2 separate regions of the Rattus norvegicus genome follow, and region 1 is linked to region 2. Evidence: chromatin contacts called from public Hi-C data. All regions are on one chromosome and are shown on one strand. The core of a region is the stretch at or near the end of the contact, and the rest is flanking DNA. Distances in the headings are between cores, read along the strand shown. Region 1 holds the start of Cox11 (cytochrome c oxidase copper chaperone COX11). Region 2 has its middle 26 kb from the start of Hlf.

Region 1 (6,164 bases), core at 2,334-4,833, 220 kb after region 2:
GTTGTGCTTCTAACAGAGGCTCATAAACCATGAGAAAACATCACACACAATCATACAGATGCATACCAAGGAATAGTGTACCAATTAACCATCAGGTAATTAAAAATCTCAAGGGCATGTAGAAAGGCTGAAGAATAACTTCACACTGGTGGAAAGTAAAGGGGCAAGGCAACTGAGAACAGGGGACCATCTTGGACCAGACTCTAGACCTAAGCTGGAAAAAGTGACTTACGCGATATTAATTTCAACAGAGTTCATGGACACCGCAGTGTGAAGTTCTGAACAGACACGTTCTCTAAAACACTGATGCTGAAACCCTGGCCCTAGTGGAGTTCTGTTCAGATTAAAGAGTTATTAAGGTTAAATGAGATCATAATGGTGGAGCAACCTGATTGATTAGAAGGGGTTAGTGTGCCTTTAAGAAAGACGTCACCAAGCTTACTGACTCCTGCCAGGCATGCTAGTACACAAGTTTGGTACACGTGAGAGAGAATCCTCCTAAGAAATTAGCCAGCACCTTGCTCTTGATTCTCTAGCCTCCAGAAACATAATACATTTGTTGAGTAACTATTCTGAAGTATGCTGTTATGATGGGCCGAGGTGATAGCATGGTATTGATCTGCTATGATAGCATAACATTGGGTTGATGTTAAATACTTGACCTGGATGCCTGTACTGTGTCCTTGCAATCAATACTCATTTAAGAACTCAGTTTACAGTGCCAGAATATTGTCTGTCTGCCCTCTTCTCCATGGTACAAAGATCTTTAAGATCATGGGAACCACGTGAAGGATAAGTAGATAATTTATTATTTCTGCAATGTTTATATAACTTTTGAATGATTTCAGTGACAACTGGAGATTGAAACATTTTAATTGTCATCCAGAAACACTTCGATAAACATGGGCTGTCATTTTACATTATCATACAGAAACTGGATTGGTTCCTATTTTATTTTATTAAAAGAGAAATCTAGAAAGATCTATATCACTTTACTGCTATCAAAATGGCTGCTCCTCAGATATTCACTTCCAATCAATAAATAAAAGCAGTCATGATTGCAACCTTATTACTGATATATTTATATAGGTGCTTTGAATAATGGAGAAAAAAATGACTGGAAGGGGGAAACAGTTGAAGAAAATAAATGGTTGGCTTTAAGCACATTAACATTAGCATAAGATTTAAAAAAGTTTACAAGTATATTGTCTACATGTGTGTGCCATGTATGTGCATGTGTGTGCCATGTATGTGCAGTGCCTGAAGAAGCTAGAATCACGCTCCCAGGAACGGAAGTCAGAGACAGTTCTGAGTCCCTAGGTATGTGCTGGAAGGGAAGCCGGGACCTCTGCAAGAACAGCAAATGCCCTAGACACCTGAGCCCCCTCTCCAGCCCCTCACATGTGATGCGAAGCTACGCTGACAGGAAACTAAAACATGAGAGATCTCATTCTCAAAATTTTGACAATCTGGTGTATGAATCAAGGTACATGCAGTGGGAAAGGGTGATCCTGACCTAACAAGATGGAAGAAAAAATTGTAGTCTGAATTTTGTAACTTCTGAGACAATGTACTAGAGTGATGTCCTAGACGGTGACTAGAGCCCTTGGCACTGCAACTGAGTGGCTCTGTGGCCGCTACGCAGTTACTTCCTCAATGCTGTCACCTCCACTGACACGGAGCTAGAGATGCCCTTCACTTCTTCCACCCTTGCCCTGTTCATTCCCACCGTGTGACTAACATCATGTTCTTCCTCCAGTGCGAATCAAATCAGACCAGATCTCTCCCGTGTTCCTAACACTAAGCTGCCCTTAGACGTGGCTTAAATGGCTCTGCAGTATGGGGTGTCTGGGCCTGCTGTGACCCTGTTTCCTTCCACTGTTAGCTCTGCTCATTATGCAAGGTTCGCAAGCTGTTTCTTGTTGCTGTTTGGTTTGGTTATTCTTTAATCCTCTCCAACTTATTTCTACCTCTGGTCTTGCACTCAACGTGAGACTGCTGCCTCGCGGGGTAGCTCTTTTTTCACAGTTCGAGAGTGGGCTGAAATGTCACCTCCAGGAAGACCTTATTTTACCTCCGACAGAGACAGAACGTCCGGATCCCTCCCCATTGTCACTCTCAACTAGTTCATGCCCTCAGCTATTTCCATAGCAGACACTGTTCCTTGAAATTTCTTTATTTACATTTACTTTCTGAGTCCTTCAGTAGAGACCGCAATCGATAACAAAAGTGATTGTACCTGACTTAATTTGGGATGGTCTGCAGCAAAGTAAAAAGATGTATGGTTCTGTAAGAGTTAAGGAGTAGGTGCTGACTGACTGCTCTTCAGGCCTTTGGTTCTAATCCACAGAGTGGGGATAATTAGACCTACCCCGGCCATCAGAAAAAAAGCTCTTGCTTCACGGAGGTGGAAAGGTAGGCACAAGAGAGCTATTGGCTTCTTATAGCTTCTGGAAGGAGGAAAGTCAGTTTTCCTTAACGGTGTGATCCATCACATAGATTGCACTCATAGACCAGCACACATCCATGAGTTAGTTCGCCTTCAGACTGGACTCACTGGGGTGGGGGGAGGGTAGATCTGGGAGGAGCCTGGAGTGGGGGGTGAATATGACCCAAATACAAAGTAAAATACCCTCAAAGAATTAATTCGAAAGAATTTTTTTTTGAAAAAGAAACGATCTAACTGTATAAAATTCTTACCATGCTTCAAGGAATGGGACAATAACATTATAGTCATGAACCACTGTGATTTCCACTCACACAATAAAGCCATCAGGTTATGGAGAAGTCATGATAAAATAAAATTTATGCAGGGACAAGATTTCAGTAAATTCATTAAGGCTTAACTTCCGAGTCTGCTCTTAGTGCTATTTAATAGTGGCACTTGTTTGTGGAGCATTGGAGAACTGAAGAAAGTTATATATAGCGTATTTCCCCAGGAGTCTCTGCCTGCAAGATGCACATCCTTATTCCTTCAGATTTAAAGGCCCTGATGTCCTGGCCCCTCTATTCTGAACAAACTTAATTTTTCCGGCGGCGGCTCTCTGACTTGATGTTTTTGCTGGGTAAAGAGCAGGGAGGCTATCCGCGCAGTAGAAGACATCTGCCCTTGGGGCTGAGAAGACGCACAAGTGGAGAGTGTTGGAGAGAAATGCGGTTCTCACAGTAAAGTGTTCCTGAAAGAGGCAAGTTTGCCCGAGCTCGGTCAGAGGCAGTAAGCGAGGGGGTTTAGTGAACCCCAAGTGGAAGCCCCGCGGCAGAGCTGCCGCTGGGGGCCGCTAGGTCAAGACAAAGACTGGCGGAGTTTGGGAAGATGAGAGTACACTCTCCGGTGAGGAGTTTGCACGCCGAAGGCCCAAATGCATTTTCCTCAAAGTAAATTAAAGAAGCATCATCAGGAAACAAAGTGCGAGGCACAGTCGCCTAGCAAAAAAACGCGAACTTACCCTCTTCGGGCCACCCGGCCTCCGTAGCGCGACTGCTACCTGTGGAATCTGGTAGTCAAGGCAGCAGCGGAGCTCAAGCCGGAGACCGCGAGACTCCGGAAGTGTCGCGAGATCTCGCCTAGCGGCCCTGACAGGCGGGCGTTCTTTCCGGGGGGTTATGGGAGGGCTCTGGTGTCCGGGATGGAGGTTCATCACTTTGTGTGGCCGGGGCTGGAGCCAGCCCCGGTGGTCGGGCCGGACGGTGGTGAACGCAGAGCGGGCTCTTAGGCCGGGATGGAATGGGGTCGGAGGCGCGGAGCAGGGACTGAGACGCCTCGGGACATGGAAGCGCCCGAGCGGGGCCCGGGGTCCCGTCGCGCAGCCGCCACGGCGGCCGAAGAGCAGCAACCCTTTCCAGCGGGCGCAGGAAGACGAGTGGCGGCGGCGGAACAAGACGGTGCTCACGTACGTGGCCGCGGCCGCCGTGGGCATGCTGGGGGCCTCGTACGCCGCGGTGCCCCTCTATCGGCTCTACTGCCAGGTAGGGAGGGACGAGGCGCGGCACGGATCCCACCTGAGCCATCACTCTGTCCCAGAGGCCGAGGTTACCCACCCGTGGTCGCCTCGGTTCCAGACCGGGAAGGACGTACCCAAGGTCACTAAAGAAAACTGCATGGGGAAGCAGGTTCCGGTAATGAGGGAGCTGGTGCCACCCCTCAAAGTGCAATCAGTACAGCCATTCTGTGAAGCCCAGGGATGGGGTACTGCAGACACTTTGTGAGTAGAGGTTAGAGAGGCTGTCACATACCTGAAGGTTCACAGGACACCCCAAATAACTGTCCAACCTAAGGTGCCAGGAATACAGCAGTACTGAGACCGACAGAAATGGAATCGACACTCCTGAGTGTATGTTCACAAGCTTCCGTCAGGTTAGGTTAGCGTCAGGCTAGGCTAGATTAGCGATGGGTTAAAAAGAAAAAAGAAAAAGAATGCCTAAAAAGTTCCACGTTAAACGCTGGTATGTCCAAAAGAGTGCCCTGTTACTTGTATTACACTGTTACACCGAGCAAGAAATAAAGGAGGGACATATAAGAAGCCATAGAATGGTCCCATTTTATGAGCAGATTAAAATGTAACCCAGGGAAACTATGACTGACTCAGGCCTGAGCTCAGGACATCATTTTTCTGTTTTCTACCTGTTTTGTCTAGTTTTAAACACCAAACTTGAGAAACTTCACTAATATGTCCCTAGAATATGTAAGGAATTATTTTGTTTTGTTTTGTTTTTTTTTTCTTTTTTTTTTCCGGAGCTGGGGACCGAACCCAGGGCCTTGTGCTTGCTAGGCAAGCGCTCTACCGCTGAGCTAAATACCCAACCCTATAAGGAATTGTTATTGGAGGAGGACAAACCTAAGTTGCTTTTTATTCAGCCGATTTAAATTGATGAAAAAAAAATAGTTCATCTTAAAACTCACTCTCCACAGAATCCTATCCTTACCTGTTTAAAAAAAAGGTCAAGCACTTGCCCTATGATTTATCTTTTAGGATTAAAGTGTAATTTGACAATGTTGAGAGAAGTTGAAAAAGCTAAGTAACATGTTTAAGAAGCAAAAGAAAGATAGTAAACTATTAATATGGTAGTTTTTTAGGGTCTTCCTTTAGCCTCAGATATGACCCTTTGTTTTTCTAGTGTAGGACAGGTAAATTATCTGGTAACCTCAGGCAGCAATAAGGCTGGAAGTAGCGCCACCTCCATATCCAATGAAGAAGTAATGGCAATGAGGAAACATCAGACACAAATTACTCTTGCTACTTTATGGTGGTTGGCTGAGTAGCCAGAAGAGAAAGTCAGGTACTCATCAACTTGTGTTGAACCATAAATAAGCTGTGTGTATGCAGAGAATTACGGTTGAGAGGCAGCAAAACATTAATCCTCCAATGTAGGAAAACATTTATGATGCCCTAGGAAAGCACAATATAAAAATAACGTTATGAACTGATTGGAACTATAAAACCCATGGCACGGTAAAGTATAAACAGGAACATGGAAAAGTTAGATATCTCTCTGTTTATGTTGAAATGACTAGGTTTGGATAAACTTTTTTTTTAAGTGGATAATAATTTAAAATATACTAGCAGTAAAGGGAAATGTGTTTAATGAAAGTTACACTTGGAAATTGTTGCTATCCTCTCAGAGACAGTTTGTCTTCAAAATCTGCTTTTTAAAATGACTCACTGCTGAAAACGTAGGAATCGTTTTAACAAATTCAGAGAGCCATTGATGCAGTTACAGGAGTGGTTGGGGTGGCATACAGTTTGGCTGCAAGTAGTACATTCAGTCGTTTAAAATTTTGCTTTTATCGAGTAAATCAGTGAAGATCTAAAACCTGCTGCTTACCATTGCCAGTGTCTTGTTCTAGACTACTGGACTTGGAGGATCAGCAGTGGCTGGGCATGCCTCAGACCAGATTGAAAACATGGTGCCTGTTAAGGACCGGATCATTAAGGTCACCTTCAATGCTGACGTTCACGCCAGTCTCCAGTGGAACTTCAGACCTCAGCAAACAGAGATCTATGTGAGTGACAATTACACCTGCCTAAGTGCATTTCAAAATGCTAGGACACCCCATGAATAATTACACTCAATAATTGTGGAATATAATTCATGAAATGTAATTATTGAATTATTAGTGTTTTGGAAATGTCTACTTCCCTTTGAATGTAACAATTTAGAGATTT
Region 2 (6,282 bases), core at 1,479-3,978:
ACCCTTGCATCTGAGTAGATTCCCCCATCCCCTCAGAAAGCACACGATGGATGGATATACAAGATGTAGAATTGATATTAGGAAAATAACCACAATGTGCGCTAAAGCCTGAAGCTGCTCCCGTTTTCCTTAATGGTGTGAGATGATGCTGGCTTCTTCCAGTGGCATTGCCTTCTTCTGTCACAAAGGTCTCTTTGTGTAGCACTGGCTATCCTGGAAGTCACTCTGTAGACCAGGCTAGCCTTGAACTCACCAAGATCTGCCTCCTCTTCGTCCTCTACTGGGATTAAAGGTGTGTGCTCAAAATGTTCTACAGATGTCATTTATTATCACTTTGTACAGGTACCAATGTAGATTAGCACGGAAAGCATGCCTGGATTTGGAGATCACCAGATGCGTGCGCGGCCTTCTTCCTGTACATGACAGTCGAATCTCTGACCAAATGGCCCAGATGTCCTTGTATCTGCTGTAGCATCCCTAACATTTACAGTGAAGAGTTAGAACAAGACTGGGGTGTCCTCAGAGTGATTCTGTGCTGAAGGCTTGACTGATAACCTGAGGTACGGTTAGCAAGTACTGGAAAGCAGTCTGGCCTCAGGTGTGTGTCCTTGAAGGGCTCTGGGAAAACGTATTCTTCCCTTTGCTTTCCAAAGTTAAGTCCTAACCCTAACCAACTGTGTGAGGTGGGCAGTGTTCCCCTCAGACACCCCTAGCCTTGAGGTACTATCTTGCCACATGCCAGCAGGTCCAAGGGACATCTGCATCTATCAACAAGGGCACCTGAAACTACTGAGATGGCAAACTGCAAATAGAAATTTTTCCTTTTAAGTCGATTCTCTTCAAAACTCTGTCACAGCAATAGAACACTAGCCCATCTTGTCACTTGTTCTGGCTTGGGGGGCATCTGTCATGCCTGTTACTCTAGATTCACAGCAAGGAGTTCATTCTACCTGCACCGCCCTTTCCAGCCCCACCCCACCCCCCAGCTGTGATTCCCAGGATGGATTAGATGAACTGATCAGACATTTTCCAAACTTAAGTCTGATTAGACTTGTGGTGTCTCACAGAACTCAGAAATGCATACAATGTGATTCATGATATTTTTGTTTGTTTGTTTTTTTCTTATAAAGGACAACATTTAAGTGGGCTGGCTCACAGGTTCAGAGGTTCAGTCCAGCACAATCAGGGCGGGAACAAGGAAGCATCCAGGCAGGCATGGTACAGGAGCTGAGAGTTCTACGAATTCATCTGAAGGCTGCTGGTCGAAGACTCGATTTATGACATTCTTATAAATAAATCTCACTAGCCCTCATGAATTTTAAATAGATAGCTGGAGACTTACCACTTGAATGCTATCTTATGTCTTATAATAATTTAATGCTAATGTGTAATAGTTAGCAGTAATAATACTCAATGTTTGCTCTCTTGGGACTACTTAAGAAAATATTTGACAGTATCTATCAAAAGATTTAAAATTAGGGCTGAGGAGGTGGGGTAATGATATACTCCTTGTTTAGTATGTATAAACTCCAGGTCCCATCCTCAGTACTGAAAAGGTCACAAGGTATTTGTATTTTTTTTTTTTTTTTGAGCTGAGGACCGAACCCAGGGTCTTGAGCTTGCTAGGCAAGCGCTCTACCACTGAGCTAAATCCCCAACCCTGTATTTTTCATAGCCATCTGACTCCCAAGAGTTTCCTCAAACCAAGGAGAGAAACAACGGGCCTTCTTTCCCAGTCAGCTTAGAATCACATAAAGAATATACATCTTAGCCGTGCACATGGCTACGACTGGTAAAAACTCCCCAGGGAAATATTATGCAACCATTAGTACTTCTCTTTGTTTGGAACACTTTCCCACCCCCTCTGCCTAGCGTCTCTGCCAGCTCACTCCCACTTAGCCTTCAAAACTCAGGGTACCCACCCCTGCACTTGGATGCCCCTCTTCCCCGACTTACGTAACTCCTGGGCACACCTCAGTCAAGACCTGCTGCATGGTAACCCATTGATTTGGCCTGTCAGTCTCCCTTCTGGATTGCATTCGTTCAGACAGAGGTACAGTGCAACAAGTTCAAAATCAGAGAGGGGGCGGGGAGGGTTGGAGGGAGGGGTGACTAGGAGGAGGGCGATGAGCGGGATGTAAAGTGAATAAGTAAAAATAATAATTAAGAGAATCAGAGAGAGGGCACAGGAAGCAATTATTTCGAATGCGTACAAGTTTGGCTTCAGCTGTCGAAGAGCTGGGTTCACAACACATGCCCACCCCTGTTACAACCCCTTCTGCCCATCGTCCTCCTTCTCTGTGACCTCCTATAGAAAGGGGGAGCTGTGGTTTGGAAGGGGTGTTTTCTGGGGTTAGTGGGTGGAAGATTAGGAAGGGGGACTGGGCGAAATTCCTGCAAAACTCCAGGAACCATTAACTTCCTTTGAAAAACTTTGTTTACTGGAACGTCTAGGACAAAGGATTGAGAAGGGTCCTTGGAATTGTTTTCACTTCCAAGTGACCCAGCTCCCCTCTTTCCTCGCAGAGGGTCTTGTAGATGGAGTCAGCCTGCCTGTGACATGAGCTCCTAAAGGCCACTTTCCTTCCCCATTCCAATTTCAGCTCAGCTCCTATCCATGTCGCACGGCGTTCGCTTCTGCCCGCCCGACTCACGACCAAGAGCTCTGAAGGGAGGATAACCTACAAATCCTCGCGCGGCTGGCCCGCCCCTGCCCGCGCCCGCCCGCTCCCGGCCCCATCACGTTGAGTGCCTAGCGCATCTCGGCTGCGCCCAGGCGGGGAGGCGCGGAGGGTAGCTAAGGGGAGCGGGTCACGTGAGAGGAGGAGCCTGACCTACTTTCAGTGGCAGGAGGCGCATGCGTACAGGGCTCCTGCGCTCCGGGCGGGAGGCTCACGTGGAATCGCACGTGCCCGGGCGTCCGGGACAGGGCTGCACAGCCCTGGAGCAGCACTGCAGGCGGAGCGGGAGCAAATCGCGGGGTGCGCGGGTGCTGCTGTGGTCAACGTGGACCTGAAGTTTGGAGCGTCAGATTCAGCTCTCCAGACTTCAAGGACTTTTAGGAGTTTCAATGGCCCTTGGGAATCTGTAACTCGGAATTTATCCTGGGAATTGAGGCACCCCCCCCCCCTTCCCGTCCTCCCCGCCTAGAAGAAGGATCGTAACGTTGCTGCCAAGGCAAGGGGGTGAAATAACCTAAATGCCCAGGCTCAGTTCATGGAAACGAGGAAGATGGTTGGACCACACTTGGAAAGAGCAGTAACTGTGAAATAGCTCTGTAGACATGCAGGCAGAAAATCCTCAAGATACATTTATGTGCCTTTAATCCCTTTTAGGGAGTAGGCGGGCAGCAGTTCTACACAGTAGCACAACACAGACTGGCCTCAAAATAGCCGCAATTCTCCTGCCTCAACTTCCAGAGTGCTCAGATAGAGACCACCACTCCCCACTCCATTATGTGACCGTTTTTTCATTATGCGTCTTAAAAAAAACCCAACAACTGTAAACAGTGTATAAAATGTTAGCACTTGTGTGAAAGATTACACCCACACGAACCCCTAAACATCCCTCCACAAACTCACTAATTCTAGAAAGGCAGAGAAAAGATTTGGGAGCCTGAGGACAGAGGCTTAATAACTTGACCGTAGCTGGAGTAACTTAAATTTTGTACCTTATAGGACTACTTTGGTTTTAGCGTTTAAAGAACCAGGACAATTTAACCCTGTATTGGGTGTGCAGTTGGGGGTTTTATGTATACCATTTCCTTCTCATTTACAATATCTGCTGCACTACCAGCTCCACTCAGCTCCGGTCTGAATGTCTGACGCATTCTGATAATCTGCACCGGGAGTTTTGAGCTCCTGAGTTAAACCACCCAGGTGTCTCAACATCTTTAAGAGCCTCCCAAGTCTGGCCTACTTTGGCCTATCAGGAAAGGGGTATTACTCAGGGATTCCCAGAGATAGATATTTGCATAATAAAGCTGTTTTACATCTGCTATTAGCTTTCACTCTCCCTATGACTGTGCCGAGTTGTTAGTAAAGACGTTATTAGTTACGTAGTGACTCTGTCTATACTGACTGGGATTGGCTGCAAAGAACAGAAAATAAACCAAGCCAGACCTCTGATGAGGAAGCTTAGAACTAAAACACATAGTAACACAGCCATCCTGGCTAGTTTGAGTTACCAGCAAGACAGTGCAGAGTATTTAGAGTCCTTGCCACCCATCGGCCAGAGCTTTCTGTGGCTCCAGTCATAGCATATTTCCGGAAATGTTTCTTTCCAGAGGCATCAAGCTAAGGTCAATGTGCACACCTGACCCCTCGGGAAGATGCATGAGTACGAATTGTGGTGATTCGTTTGGATTAATGTCCTGGCCCCTGAACTTTGGGAGATGGAGAGAAAACAGACCAGAGAGAGGAGAGGTGGGCAGACGGATGCTGAGTCCGTCGCACCACTATGATATTCCAGGCAAGGTGGGATGAACTGAAGGACAACGTCTGTCCTCCTGCACATTGGCAGCCAGCGTGTTCGCAGTCGCCCCTGAGCTGTACGCTTCTCCAGTGTAGCATAAGAACAGAACTCCTCTGCTACTGAAAACACCACCAGAGAGATGAGAAATCGGTGTTGCTGACTTGACAGAATTCTATAAAAGGAAGTCTGCAGACACCACGGTGGAGATGTGGTTTCTTTATCTACCCAGACAGCAAGCAGTCAGTGCCTACTGTATGTAGAAGGACAAACGCTTCTGGAAAATAAAAGACTGGGACAAAACAAAGAGACAAACAAGAAGCCCAAAAGACATCCATGACCAAGTCCCTGAACTTGGAGAGGATATAGTGAAGTAGACAGTGCTTGGCAAATATTAAAGGAGTATAGACAGGACTGTAGAAGCTAATGTGGTGTGGCAGGTGTTTAGAGCACGGGCAGAGACTGGTTGAAGAAGACAGCCAGTGGGAGAGAGAGGGTCCTGAAGGATTGCTCTGATCAAACAAACGTGAGAGAGAAGAGCTGTGTATATGGCGGGACACTGTGAGCACAAGAGCCACACTAGATTCTCAGAATTAAGAGGTGGGAGTTGATGACATGGGGAGATTGTGTTAGAGGTGATGAGAGAAAGGTGAGGATCCAGGACACCCAGATTGTACTCCCCTGTGGAGGTAGATACATTGTAAGCACTTCAAGAACTGGCTTCCTTTCTGTCTGCTCATGCAGTTACACCACGGAATAGGCACCAGCTCTCACATGCTCACACATCATCACCAAGAACATCTGTCCCTCTCATTCACTAAGGTTCTGGTCCAAGTCCTAGCCTACCCCAAAGAGGATGAAACAGGCCCCACTACCACTTGGTTACCTTTTGGGGAAAGAGAGGGAAGACCCAAGAATGTTTGCTGCGCACTATGCCATATCAGCACACACACAGCATGACCACAGACATCAGGTCCTCACCGAAGTATAAGCAGACATTTAAGCATTTCACAACTATCAACTTAAGTCCAAGGTATACTTGGAGCAGGATGAGCAGCAAGGGGAAGGAAGCTGCTAAGGACAAAATGGAATTGGTACTTATCTGGAGGTCAAGGAGGGTGGTTACACAGACGTCCTATGCTGCTATCTTTGTCTTGTGGACCACAAAGAGCAGTGGCAGTAACCTGAAAAGGTCTCGAAGCACCTCCAAGATTATACTACACTGAGGGCATCCCAAGAGTGACCAGATGGCTAGAGACTCCACCCCTTTTCTCTGTATGTTTTTTTTCTTTTCTTTCTTTCAAAAGTCTTTCTAATCCATTTTTTTTTTAATTCTGTGTTGCAAACCTTGCTTTAAGCTTAGCTGTCAGCACATGTGGATTTATGTGGACGATCTGGAAAGCTGTATATAGGTCTGATAATCACGCACAAGTGCATAAGGATAAGTGAGTCTGAGTCTGGATTATCCAGCTCTTGGCCTCTAACCAAGATCAAGCCTCGCAGAGAAAGTGGATTTGACTGTCCATCTTTGCTCTCATCTCACTGGATTTGGAATCACCTGGGAGACACATCTCTGGGTGTGTCTGTGAGGGTGTTTCCAGAGAAGTTTTACTGAGGAGATGAGACACACCTCTCCCATCACCAGTGTTTTCTGTATTGTGCCATAGGCTGGATTCTAGGTTGGATAGAAAGGGGGAGAGAGGGGAAGAGAGGGGGAGGGGAGGAGAGAGTAACCTGTTATCACTCATCTTTGCTTCCTGCCTGGGGAACTGTGTGACTGGCCACTTCCTGCTCCTGCCTCCACTATTTTCC

The links. Hi-C and Micro-C count contacts between places; a contact is called where the count stands out from the background.
Region 1: a contact with region 2 is called in a Hi-C map of psoas muscle, with 1.8 times the contacts expected there. The contact joins the promoter of Cox11 here to the enhancer-like site in region 2. A contact is called at or near these places in 3 of 12 Hi-C or Micro-C datasets (frontal cortex, mammary epithelial cells and psoas muscle).

Annotation. Positions count from the first base shown.
Region 1 is chr10:75,952,242-75,958,405 of GRCr8, forward strand. Cox11 (cytochrome c oxidase copper chaperone COX11) reads left to right here and starts at 3,584. Exons shown (of 4, transcript NM_001109575.1): 1 at 3,584-3,966; 2 at 5,846-6,001. The coding sequence starts at 3,604. Stxbp4 (syntaxin binding protein 4) reads right to left here and starts at 3,496. Exons shown (of 18, transcript NM_001415095.1): 1 at 3,447-3,496.
Region 2 is chr10:75,731,078-75,737,359 of GRCr8, forward strand. No RefSeq gene overlaps it. Among named protein-coding and RNA genes, the nearest start is that of Hlf, 26 kb to the left of the region's middle. Within about 2 kb of position 2,729, at least 76 of the 93 cell types and tissues checked have an H3K27ac peak or open chromatin away from gene starts, as enhancers often do.